Linked DNA regions of Sus scrofa: region 1 is linked to region 2. Evidence: chromatin contacts called from public Hi-C data. All regions are on one chromosome and are shown on one strand. The core of a region is the stretch at or near the end of the contact, and the rest is flanking DNA. Distances in the headings are between cores, read along the strand shown. Region 1 holds the start of SNRNP35 (U11/U12 small nuclear ribonucleoprotein 35 kDa protein). Region 2 holds the start of LOC102160998 (collagen alpha-1(I) chain-like).

Region 1 (5,820 bases), core at 819-3,318, 53 kb before region 2:
TTGCTATGAATTTGACTATTCTAGGTCCCTCTTATAAGTGGAACCATAAAATACTTGTCCTTTTGTGTCTGGCTTATTTTACCTAGCATAATGTCTTCCAGGTTCATCCAAGTTGCAATTATCAGAATTTCCTTCCTTTTTAAGGCTGAACAGTATTCAACTGCATGTATATACCATACACACATATTTTTAAATATAAATGTTTAAACTATAGATATGGCTCATTTTTAAACTCAATACATTTTGTTAATGAATTTTAAGAAAACGTACTATATGGAGTTCCCCTTATGATTCACCTGGTAAGAAGACGACTAGTATCCATGATGGTGGTTCTATCCCTGGTCTCGTTCAGTGGGTTAAGGACCTGGCATTGCTTCAAGCTGTGATGTAGGTCACAGATGTAGTTTGGCTGAAGTGTTGCTGTGGTTGTGTAGGCCTCAGGTGCAGCTTTGATTCGACACCTAGCCTGGGGACTTTCATATGCCATGGGTTCAGCCCTAAAAAGCAAGAAAAGAAAAGAAAAGAAAAGGTACTATAAAGAAAGCTATAGATATTCAGGACCTTTGCTTCACGTACAAAATTCAATAAAGACTAAGAACAGTAATATAGGAGTTCCCGTCGTGGCGCAGTGGTTAACGAATCCGACTAGGAACCACGAGGTTGCGGGTTCGGTCCCTGCCCTTGCTCAGTGGGTTAACGATCCGGCGTTGCCGTGAGCTGTGGTGTAGGTTGCAGACGCGGCTCGGATCCCGCGTTGCTGTGGCTCTGGCGTAGGCCGGTGGCTACAGCTCCGATTCAACCCCTAGCCTGGGAACCTCCATATGCCGCGGAGCGTTCCAAGAAATAGCAACAACAACAACAGACAAAAGACAAAAAAAAAAAAAAAAAAAAAAGAACAGTAATATACCCTTAGTAAATGGTGATTTGGCTTACCTTCTAAGAATAAGATTGGAAGCAAAATGAGATGAGTTGTTTGCAGAAATCACCCACTTGTAAGAATGAATCAGAAAATGAGTGAATGAAGAACATCATGAGATACTCATCATCAGATTTATGAAAGCACAACTGTATCAAGTAATTCGTTGTTCAAGTCGTAATCTACCCGAATACACTGACCTAACAAAAAAGAAACATAACATAGTCTGAATGTATACATCTATCTACTCTATAAATATTTACTGACCACATGGGTCTCCCCTCCCACGCCCTGGTTTTAAATCTGGGCATGGGTTCTTAAAGGGTCATTTGGGGGAGTTCCCGTCGTGGCACAGTGGTTAATGAATCCGACTAGGAACCATGAGGTTGAGGGTTCGATCCCTGGCCTTGCTCAGTGGGTTAAAAGATCCGGCGATGCCATGAGCTGTGGTGTAGGTTGCAGACGCGACTGGGATCCCGCTTTGCTGTGGCTCTGGCGTAGGTTGGCGGCTACAGCTTCGATTTGACTCCTACCCTGGGAACCTCCGTATGCCGCGGGAGCGGCCCAAGAAATAGCAAAAAGACAAAAAAAAAAAAAAAAAAAGAATCATTTGGGGACTTTCCAAAAAAATACATTTTTTTCAGAGATTCTGAATTCAGAGATCTCTGTGAGGCTCGGAAAACGGCATTTTAACACGCTTCCACGCGATTCTTGTTTCCGAGCTCACTTTGAAGAACTGTTTTGCTTGTGCGGGGAGCGAATTTGTTAAATTTAGGGGTTAGAAAAACTCTGGGAAAACATACGTACACAGTTTCCTTGTGAACTAGCATACGCATTTTCTAAGGAAAAAAAACAAAACAAAATCAATTTCTCACAGTGAACCTGAGAACGAAAAGTCTCACTGGCGCTCAAAGATCTCTTCAATAAGGAGAGCGATTCTGCGAATCTCACAGGATTAGCAGCACATTCGATAGTCTTCCAACTCAATTGTTCAATTTAGCATTTTTTGTCCTGGCGAAAAATTTTAGAAAAGCGAAAAGTTCATTCTTTTTGGAGACGATACTCAATGGAGCCTTCGATGCTCAATGCATGCGATTAGATTTTTTAAATGAAAGCAAAAACCAAATCAGGGCCCGTGACGAATCTGTAGCTCCCGATGTAAAGTTCCGGTCAGGCGGGCCGGAAGAACCTACCGTCGCTCCACGCTCGGCATCAGTCTCCATGGGAAAGGAATCCCGAGTCTTCTGAAGTGAACCAGAGCGGTTTAGTGGGAGCGGGGCCCACCCAGGCGAGGAGGACCAGGGAATTCCGCCTGGACAGTGTGTCGGTTAGTGTGTGGGCCGCCATGTTGAAGCCGGGCAAATGGGGAGACCTTTTGGGTTTATGCTGCGGGGAGCGGGGGCTATAACTTGGTTGGCAGGATGGTTCCTTCAGTCTTGCGCCTACCTACAAGGTGAGGGGCTGGGAGAGGTAGTCTGAAAGGCCGGCGGCCGAGAGACCGAGGTGCTGCGAGGGGACTGGGAGTATAGACTATCACAGAGACTTCCGCCTTGGCTTCCATAGCCTCACTGCGCGTGCTCGGAGGGCCCTGTGGGCCAGCCTTCAGTTTCCCACCTGGGAAGCGCGGGAGTGTTTTACTATGTATAATCAGCCTGGAGAGGTGTGTCTTGTCTGTTTACTTGTTTAATAATAGCTTTTATTTACATAATGCTTTATAATTATAAAACACTTTCGTAGGCCTTCTGTTATGCAGTGAAGAGGCGCTTAGCAACATTTTACAGATGATTTAAATTTTGCCCAAGATTGCACTAGGTCTTAAACCTGGGTGTTCTGACTCTAATTCCTGCGCTTTTTCACTTTCCGCCCTTCGGTCTTTAATGGTTCATTGACGCACCCATCTCCACCCCCCCCCCATTCATCTTTCACATCCCATCCTCGTTAATGAAATAATGACGAGAATATAAAATTTCAAAGAGATTGTTGAAGGAAATCTCAATATAATGTTGCAACGGAGAAAATACAGCAAGAAAGAATGAGAAGCCGTGAAGCCCGCTGTTTTCTTGGTATTTAGTATTGATAGGAGCATACAGATCGGGAAGGAAACAAAATTCATTTTATCCCTTTATAATTCTCTCCATATTTTAATTTGAAGAGCTCTTAAAGCTTTGAACAGGACTTCTGACCTTGTACAATTATGTCAAAAAATTTTTGGTGGATCGTTGTGAGCTTGTGGAATGGGGGAAGGGGTTTCTCTCCCATTTGGTTGCAGGGGTGGAGAGTGTGGGGGTTTTCAGCCTCAAAACCCAGACCTGGTCAGCTTTTTCCTGTCCCTCTCTCCAAAGCTTTATATTTTATGACAGCCATCTAAGAAAATAGTTAAGAACTTAATTTCTGGAGTCAAGAAAGCCCTTGGTTCTCATTACCTGGCTGGGCTACTTCTGTGTTTTGGGACAAAAGACAGCCGTTTTTGCAGCTCACCTTCCACATCTGAAATAGCAATAACAGAAGTACACGTGTCCTGGTATTGTTGAGAAGTGAAGGGAGATAAGTGCTTAGCACAATGCCTGGCACCTCCTAAGTGTTCAAGACAAGTTAACTATAATTGTTATGGTCTTTGGTTTTTGTTTTTATCTTGCAACCTTATGATGGAGGTAGGAAGTAAGATTAGAACCTTAAGTGAGTTGGAGGCAGAGCCCAAGCCAGACCAAAACCATCTGAAGCTCCTTCCCTTGTTCTAGCTGTTCGTCATCCTTTTACAAGTTACCAGAGAAGTGTCTTTTCCAAAGTTGCTCGCTAATGATGACACACATATACGTCCTCCATTTACAGTTTGGTGGGAGATGATATAATGTCCTGCCTCTCAGTTTTGAATGAAGTGGTCCTTTTGTGTTTGTTTTCCTTTTGCTTTTTAGGGCCGCACCCACGGCATATGGAAGTTCCCGAGCTAGGGGTGAAATCAGAGTTACAGCTGCTGGCCACGGCCACAGCCACAGTCATGCCAGATTTGAGCCACGTCTATGACCTGTGCCACAGCTCATGGCAGTGCCAGATCCTTAACCCACTGAGCAAGGCCAGGAATCGAATCAGCATCCTCATGGATACTAGTCATGTTCTTAACCCAATGAGCCACAATAGTAACTCCCCTATGACCATTTTAAGTCTCTGAAAGGCAAGCCTGGATTTTGACCCATGTTGTAGCATCATAACGTAGTTGGTATGCATCCTACCATGATGGTATACGTCTGTGTTGAGCTCAGGCCTTTGCCTTCTGCTTCTTCCAAGGAGGAGGGCGAGAGAGTGGGTGAGGGCATCCTTGAGCCCTCCGCCCAGATTTGATACTGTCTCCCCTGCTTTCTAACCAGGAGGCTTCAGCCTCTGAGAATCCACCTCCTTCTCTTTTGGAAGAAGAGGTGAATAACAGTATCTGCTTCATGGAGTTGTTGGAAGGATTAACTGCATAGCTTGTAGTAGGTGCTGCATAAACGCTTACTGTGCTCCTCCCTAGAACATGAACGATTGGGTGCCCATCGCCAAGGAGTACGACCCACTTAAAGCTGGCAGCATCGATGGCACTGACGAAGACCCACACGATCGTGCAATCTGGAGGGCGATGTTGGCACGATACACCCCCAACAAAGGCGTCACAGGAGACCCCCTTCTCACTCTGTTTGTGGCCAGACTCAACCTGCAGACCAAAGAGGAAAAGTTAAAGGAAGTGTTTTCACGCTATGGGGATATCCGGCGGCTTCGGCTGGTGAGGGACTTGGTCACGGGCTTCTCAAAGGGCTACGCCTTTATCGAATACAAAGAGGAGCGTTCTCTGCTCAAAGCCTACCGGGATGCTGATGGCCTGGTCATCGACCAGCACGAGATATTTGTGGACTATGAACTGGAGAGAACCCTCAAAGGGTGGATCCCTCGGCGATTGGGAGGGGGCCTGGGGGGGAAAAAGGAATCTGGGCAGTTGAGGTTTGGGGGGCGGGATCGGCCTTTTCGACAGCCCATTAACTTGCCAGTAGTTAAAAATGACCAGTTTCGAGAGGGAAAGAGGGAGCGGAGGGAGCGATCTCGATCCCGGGAAAGACACTGGGACTCCAGGATGAGGGATCGGGGCCATGACAGGGGCCGGGACAAGAGGTGGCAGGAGAGAGAACCAGCAAGGGTGTGGCCTGAAGGTGACTGGGAGAGAGAGAGGGACTTCAGAGATGACAGGGTCAAGGGGAGGGAGAAAAGGGACAGAAGTAAGTAGACCCCCCCCATCTCCCACTCCCCTTGCCAGAGGAAGGTGCAGCATCAGTACAAGTTCAGGGAGAACTGCCTCACTTGTATATGGATTCTAAGTCCAGGGGTGGAATAAAATGTACTGATGATAATCAGGTTGAGGTTTCCTTTTGATGACTTTGGAACCCAGGTTCTACCTGAACATGTTGATACTCTTCATTTTCTCTTCATCTTAGAGTTTTTTTGGTTTTTGTTTTTGTCATTTTTGCCTTTTCGAGGGCCGCTTCCCACAGCAAATGGAGATTCCCAGCCTAGGGGTCTAATTAGAGCTGTAGCCACTGGCCTACACCAGAGCCAAAGCAACTCGGGATCCGAGCCGCGTCTTTGACCTACACCACAGCTCACGGCAACGCCAGATCCTTAACCCACTGAGTGAGGCCAGGAATCGAACCCGAAATTTCATGGTTCCTAGTCGGATTCGTTAACCACTGTGCCACGATGGGAACTCCTATCTTACAGTTTTAAGGACATGTTATTTGATAAGCTTGAGAAACAGTTTTGTAGGCACTGGCACCTGTATGGAAGGACCTGTGTAAGGAGCTACCACCGTCATTTAATTTGGTAGCAGAGAATTCCCCATCTATTGGAGTGTCCACTCGGAAGGATTGACAAAAAGAGGTGAT
Region 2 (5,983 bases), core at 2,212-4,711:
GGACCTGGTTTTCCTTTCCTCTACATCACCCGTGTCACCTAGGAGGGCACTGCAAGCTGTGGTTCCATCAACGGGGTTGCAGAGTGAGTAACCAGGTAGAACATAAGACTATGGCCTGGGACTGAGTGATGAACGGAACTGATTCTGAGGGTCTTTTGGGAGGAGGAGTTGGTGGAAGAGAGGGTGCATGCTTTACTGGAGCTATAATTGTTGAAAGAGAAGAAGGAAGGAAAAAAGGAAGGAATGGATGGAAGGAGGGAGGGAAGCAGGGCAGGGGAGAGGAGGAGGGAGGAATGAATAGACAGACAGATAAGAACAAGGATATGCCAAGACTTTTGTAGAAATAACACCTTGAAGAGCCTTTGAGGCTGCAGGAAAAAAAAAAAAATCAATGAGTCTTTCTTGATCCCAAGAATACGAAAGAACAGGGACTGTGGTTGTGAAGGGGAAAAAAAAAAAGGTTTTGTCCTCCAAATTAGAAAAGATTGTCCTCAACATTTACAAATAAGCTCTGACTCTGAACACACTGGTGTTTACTTCCTGGCTGACAGCGTTCCAGAAGTGACAAGTGCAGCTGGCTGGGAATGCCACCTGACTCCAGGCCTAGTGGTGTCTCCCAGCTCGGCTGCAGCAGACTTGAAATGCTTGGGGTGGGGACAGAGATGCTGGGACTTGTGTGACCTGGGCTAAGCCCCTTAGTCAACTGCCCCAATAAAAGGCAGTTGTATGAGAGGATCTCAAGGTTCCTTCCTTCCCCAAACCCTCTGGGAGAGATAGAAGGATCTGGAGAAGGAGTAGCGGTAACTGAGGTGAGGCGGCATCTCCATTTTCAGCCTAAGAGCACTCAGTGAAAGCCTTTCCTGGTCTAAATGCAAGTTAACACTGGTAAAGTCCTCAAAATGGGCCAGTATTTGTCTAGGGTACTTTAATTCTAACCATAATCCTATGAGGTGGGTACTATATTATTATCCCCATTTTACAGCTGTGGAAACTGAGGCACAGAGAGGCAAGGTAACTTGCCCAAGACCACACAGCCTGTGAGGGAAAGAGTTTGAAAACAGGCTCTCTAGCTCCAAAGTCTCTGCTCCTAAGAATCCTGACCTTCATTACAGGACAGGGACATTGTCAAGCTCTCAAGTTCCCTGTGATCTTGGAAATGGTGCCTAAGGTTTTCTCGGGAGTGTGAATCTCCTATCTGACCCCAGGGCATAGGGGCCTATGAGAACAAACACAATCAAACCTCCAAAACACTAGTGCTCTTAACCACCTAAGGATCTGCCCTCAGGTTAAGACTGCCTAGGCTCTGCTCCTTGAAAAGACACAGACCTCAAAGTACACACAGTAGGTGATGGCTGGTCAGATAGGTTCAGAGAGGCTCAGTGTATTTTCTGAGGCCACAGAGCAAGACAGAACCTGCTCAGGCACCCTGACTCCTCAAGGAAAAGCATTTCCTCCCATTCTCAGTCCGAAGGGTCTGACAAGAGCTTCCTTGGGCTGTGGTTGGGGCAGGAAACCACACATCTCCCACTTCCTTTTCCCCAGGCACCTTGTCTGGCCTCCAGGCCCAGTGAGGAGGCCCTGATTCTTGAGTCCAGAGGGATTCTTCTTTACAAGGCAGAGGCTTGGGCATAAAACTGCCTGAAATCATCCTCCTTCAAGAGAAGAGGCACAAGAATGACCTCCACCAGGGCTGGGACTCTGTCAGCACTAACTTGAGACAAATCCCCTGTCAGCACTAACTTGAGACAAATCCTCGCACTCTGATCCTGTTTCTTCATATATAAGATGAAGATAACAGTCCCTACCTCACAGAGTTGTGTGAGGATTAAAGATAAAATCACCTCATGTTAATAGACTCGAAGAAACCCTGCAAAGCCATTTGCAAACTGGAACTCAGAGACTGAGCGTCAATGAGCTTAGTGGCTAGAGGTCATATCCTCTTGGCTCTGGAGGGTTCTAGAGGAGGATGAAGAAAGGGGCCTGGTGTCCTAGCTTCTTAGGTGACACTGAAGGGCAGAGGGACTTATTTCATTTCTGGAAAAGAATAACATTACTTAAGCACTCAATTTTTTATTATTTTTTTGTCTGTGTCTGCAGCATGTGGAGGTTCTGGAGCCAGGAGTCGAACCCTTCCCACATAGCAACCCAAGCCACTGCAGGGACAGCTGGATCCTTAACCTGCTGAGCCTCAGCGGGAACTCCTAGCTAAGTACTTTAGAAAACATCCCATTTAATTCTCTTTTTTCCTTTAAATTTGCCATTTTAACTTTTTTTTTTTTTTTTTTTTTTTGGCTGCACCTGCATGCTTAAGTTTCTGGGACAGGGACTGAATGTGCACCACAGCAGTGACAATACCAGGTCCTTAACCCACTTAGCCACCAGGAAACTCCCCCATTTAATTCTTTTTTCTTTTTTTTTCTTTTGCTATTTCTTTGGGCCGCTCCCGTGGCATATGGAGGTTCCCAGGCTAGGGGTCCAATCGGAGCTGTAGCCACCGGCCTACGCCAGAGCCACAGCAACGCAGGATCCGAGCCGCGTCTGCGACCTACACCACAGCTCACGGCAACGCCGGATCGTTAACCCACTGAGCAAGGGCACGGACTGAACCCTCAACCTCATGGTTCCTAGTCGGATTCGCTAACCACTGCGCCACGACGGGAACTCCCCCCCATTTAATACTTAAAAGGTGGATCCTATTAGTATCACCATCTGATATGTGGGGAAATAAAGCACAGAGAGGTTAAATAACTTACTCAAGGTCACACAGCTATTAAATGGTAAAAGTAGGACCGGAACTTAGGTCTGACTCCAAAGAACTACCCTTAATCTCTGGGGGTGGTATATGCCAGGTCCCCTAGACTGGGCAAAAGAGGGCCGGGGCCTCCATCCCTATCCCTGTTGCCTATTCTCTGTGTACACATAAGTGTCACCTACAGTTGTCCTATACGAAAGGGCCCCTAGGTCCCAGCTGCTCCATTGCCCGGATGGGCAGACTGAGGCTACTGCCCACCTTCTGGTGCTTGCGCTCCTTCTCGATGCGGTCCATCCTCTCCAGGCGCAGACGATCCAGCTCGAGGCGCAGCTCGTCCAGCTCTGGTGCGACGTGGTGGCGGCTGACCAGCACCTCCAGGATCTCCAGGACGCGCACGACCTTGGGCATGAGGCGCGCGATGGCCTCGCAGCCGTGCTGGTCGATGACCCGCTCGAACTCGTGGCCCACGAGCGACGCGATGTCGTACACGTCCATGACGGTCAGCTCCGCCACATTCTTCTCCAGCGCTGACTCGGCTGCTAGCGCCGACCCCCGGTCCTCCTCCATGGCCCCCCGCCCGGCCTCTCCCTCACCCCGCAAACTAGTGCAACTCCCAAACTTGCCGCTGTCGAGGGCAGCGCCGGGCCGGGCCCACCTCCCTCTGCCGCCGCCGGCCCGCGCTTAGCTGGTCCTCCGGCGAGGGCGCACCGGGCGGGCGGCGGGCGTCGGCATGGGCGGAGGCGACCGGCCGGGAGCCAGAGGTCAGCGCGCCGGGTGCGGGTCTCCGCGCCCCGCTCGGCCCAGAGCCTGCTCCCCAGTGGGGGGAGAAGGAGGAGGAGACGGAGGCGAGGAAAGCGCGCGCGTGCGCAGGCCCGCGGCGCCTCCCAAGTTGGGAATCCGAGTTGGGCGCAATGGAGGCGCGGGGTCTAGCTGGAGAGGGGGCCCCCACTGCCCTCGGAAACAGTCCTCGCCCGAAGCTCGCCCACACGCCCGGGGCCTGGAAAGGAAGGGCGGCCGCGGCTCCTCCGGGAAACTTTGTCCGCGGCGACGCTGGGTGACCGGCTCCCCCCGCAGGGATGCCACGCGCCCCGCCCTGATCCCGGCCTGGAGAGGGGCGCGCCCAGCTTCCGCCGCCCGAGGGCGCCCTGGGGCCCCCACGGGCACCGCACCCCCACCCGCCGACTCCGCAGCCCCCCGCCCCCCCGGACCCCCAGCTCCACCCGCGGGACCTTCCTTCCCGCCTGCAGCCGGATCCCCCAGCGTGTCCGGAGGCGCCACCCCCTCCTCGGGCCCGGTCCTGGCTCCTCCTTTCCCACTCCCGCCTGGAGGGGTCAAACTAGCCCGGAGGAGAGGGAGTGGAGGCGGTGGGGATGGGGGTCGCCGGTCTCTGGACGATTCACAGCGTCAGCGGGCAGCCCCAGCTTTGGAGAGAAAAGGAGGGTTCCGGAGGTGGACTATGGGGTGGGGAGTCGAGGACCCGCCTCACCGACCTGGTCACCAGGCAGACCTGGCGACGCCAGGCCCTGTGCTCCAGGAGAGGCGCCCGGGAGAAGGGCAGAAGAGTGGTGCGGTCCTCTGGTCCCTGAGCCGCCGGGCTACGCTGCCTGCCGGGCCACGTCCATTAGTGGCTCCTTATGACATAAACACCACTTCACAGAGAAGGTGAGGCCGGGGTTTGGATTTCAGCTTTCTTGTCCCGAGCCCTCTTTCTTTTGACCTGGCTAAATCCGCTAGTCCATCAGACCACCCATCCCCGCCCAGGTGAGCCTTCCCTGAACCCACAACCCCACCCTTCGCACCCTCACGCATGGGTAATTAGGGACCTGCTTTTGCATCCACACAGCCTGCTGCCTACTCCCATAAAACTGCTCTTAGCACAGTGAGTTTTAACGTAGTTACAGGTAGCCTCCCCCATCAGATTGTGAGCTCCTTGAAGGCAGGAAAAAAAAAAAAAAAAACCTTTAATGTCTTTGTAGCTATAAAATCCACCCCAACCTGATACATGTGGATTAAAACTGAAGACTTTCAAAGTTTAAAATGTACTGAGAGTGGGTTAAAGATCAGGTATTGCTGTGAGCCGTGGTGTAGGTCGCAGACAGGGGTGGGATTCCACATTGCCCTGGTGTAGGCTGGCAGCTGCAGCTCCCATTCTACCCCTGGCCTGGGAATTTCCATACCCCGCAGGTGCAGCCCTAAAAAGCAAAAAATTAATAAATTAAGTAATTAAAATGCACTGAGCATTTGCTTCATATTTAGTTTAAAAATATATAGTGTTTACCATGTGCCAGATGTTATTCTAGGTCTATTATAAATATTTCCTCATTTACTCCATGGCTTTTCAAAAGTGGCCTAAGGACCACTGGGGTTCCCCACTACCCAGAGTCTCTTTGAGGTCCCTTTTGCTAGCTATGTATCAGTGAGAGCCTAGATGTTCTTCATATTCTTAACACTACACAGCCTATCATGATAGACTGAATATGCAGATGGAGATTTGAAGATCCAGATCTCTAATAAGGAACTAGACATTAAAGAGACATGCAAAAGTAGGAACCAATGTCACAGCTATAGTCCTCGGTACCTTTTTGTTTTGGAGCATAATTGATTTTTTTTTTTTTTTTTTTTTTGTCTTCTTGCCATTTCTTGGGCCGCTCCCGTGGCATATGGAAGTTCCCAGGCTAGGGGTCTAATTGGAGCTGTAGCTGCCAGCCTACTCCAGAGCCACAGCAACACGGGATCCGAGCCGAGTCTGCGACCTACACCACAGCTCATGGCAATGCCAGATCGTTACCCCACTGAGCAAGGCCAGGGATTGAACCCCCAACCTCATGGTTCCTAGTCGGATTCGTTAATCACTGCACCACGACGGGAACTCCGGAGCATAATTACTTTTTATTAAAAATATTCATGTTAATATGTTATGTGTCTGTTTTAAATAAGTCAATATTTTTAAGAACTGTCAGTTTAAATTTCTAGTTTACAATAGAGATCAATAGATATAACATATCTAACAAAATCTTTTTAGGGTCTTCAGTGGTTTTTAAGAGTGCCCTCGGAAAAGGGTCCCTGAGAGCAAAAATTTGAGAACTGCTACCATCCAGCATCCTAAGAGGTATTATTATCCCTACTTTACAAAAGAGGAAAGTGAGGTACAGAGAAGTCAAATCACTCACCCCGGAGGCCAGGCAGCTGGTAAGTGCTGAAATGGGGTTAGGAGTTCCCTGGTGGCCTATC

Evidence for each region. Hi-C and Micro-C count contacts between places; a contact is called where the count stands out from the background.
Region 1: a Hi-C map of skeletal muscle shows a contact between it and region 2, with 7 times the contacts expected there. The contact joins the promoter of SNRNP35 here to the promoter of LOC102160998 in region 2. A contact is called at or near these places in 1 of 5 promoter capture datasets (liver), 7 of 47 Hi-C or Micro-C datasets (embryonic fibroblasts, fibroblasts, heart right ventricle and 2 more) and 2 of 2 datasets of contacts at active chromatin or transcription factors (alveolar macrophages and skeletal muscle).

What each region holds. Positions count from the first base shown.
Region 1 is chr14:29,473,299-29,479,118 of Sscrofa11.1, reverse strand. It overlaps SNRNP35 (U11/U12 small nuclear ribonucleoprotein 35 kDa protein), which reads left to right and starts at 2,068. Exons shown (of 2, transcript XM_003359089.4): 1 at 2,068-2,243; 2 at 4,422-5,820. The coding sequence starts at 4,425. The coding sequence ends at 5,165. It overlaps RILPL2 (RILP-like protein 2), which reads right to left and starts at 984. Exons shown (of 5, transcript XM_013982786.2): 1 at 934-984.
Region 2 is chr14:29,421,979-29,427,961 of Sscrofa11.1, reverse strand. LOC102160998 (collagen alpha-1(I) chain-like) reads left to right here and starts at 3,461. Exons shown (of 2, transcript XM_005670587.3): 1 at 3,461-4,414; 2 at 5,775-5,983. The coding sequence starts at 3,483. The coding sequence ends at 5,793. RILPL1 (RILP-like protein 1) reads right to left here and starts at 3,842. Exons shown (of 7, transcript XM_001925355.7): 1 at 3,011-3,842. The coding sequence starts at 3,319.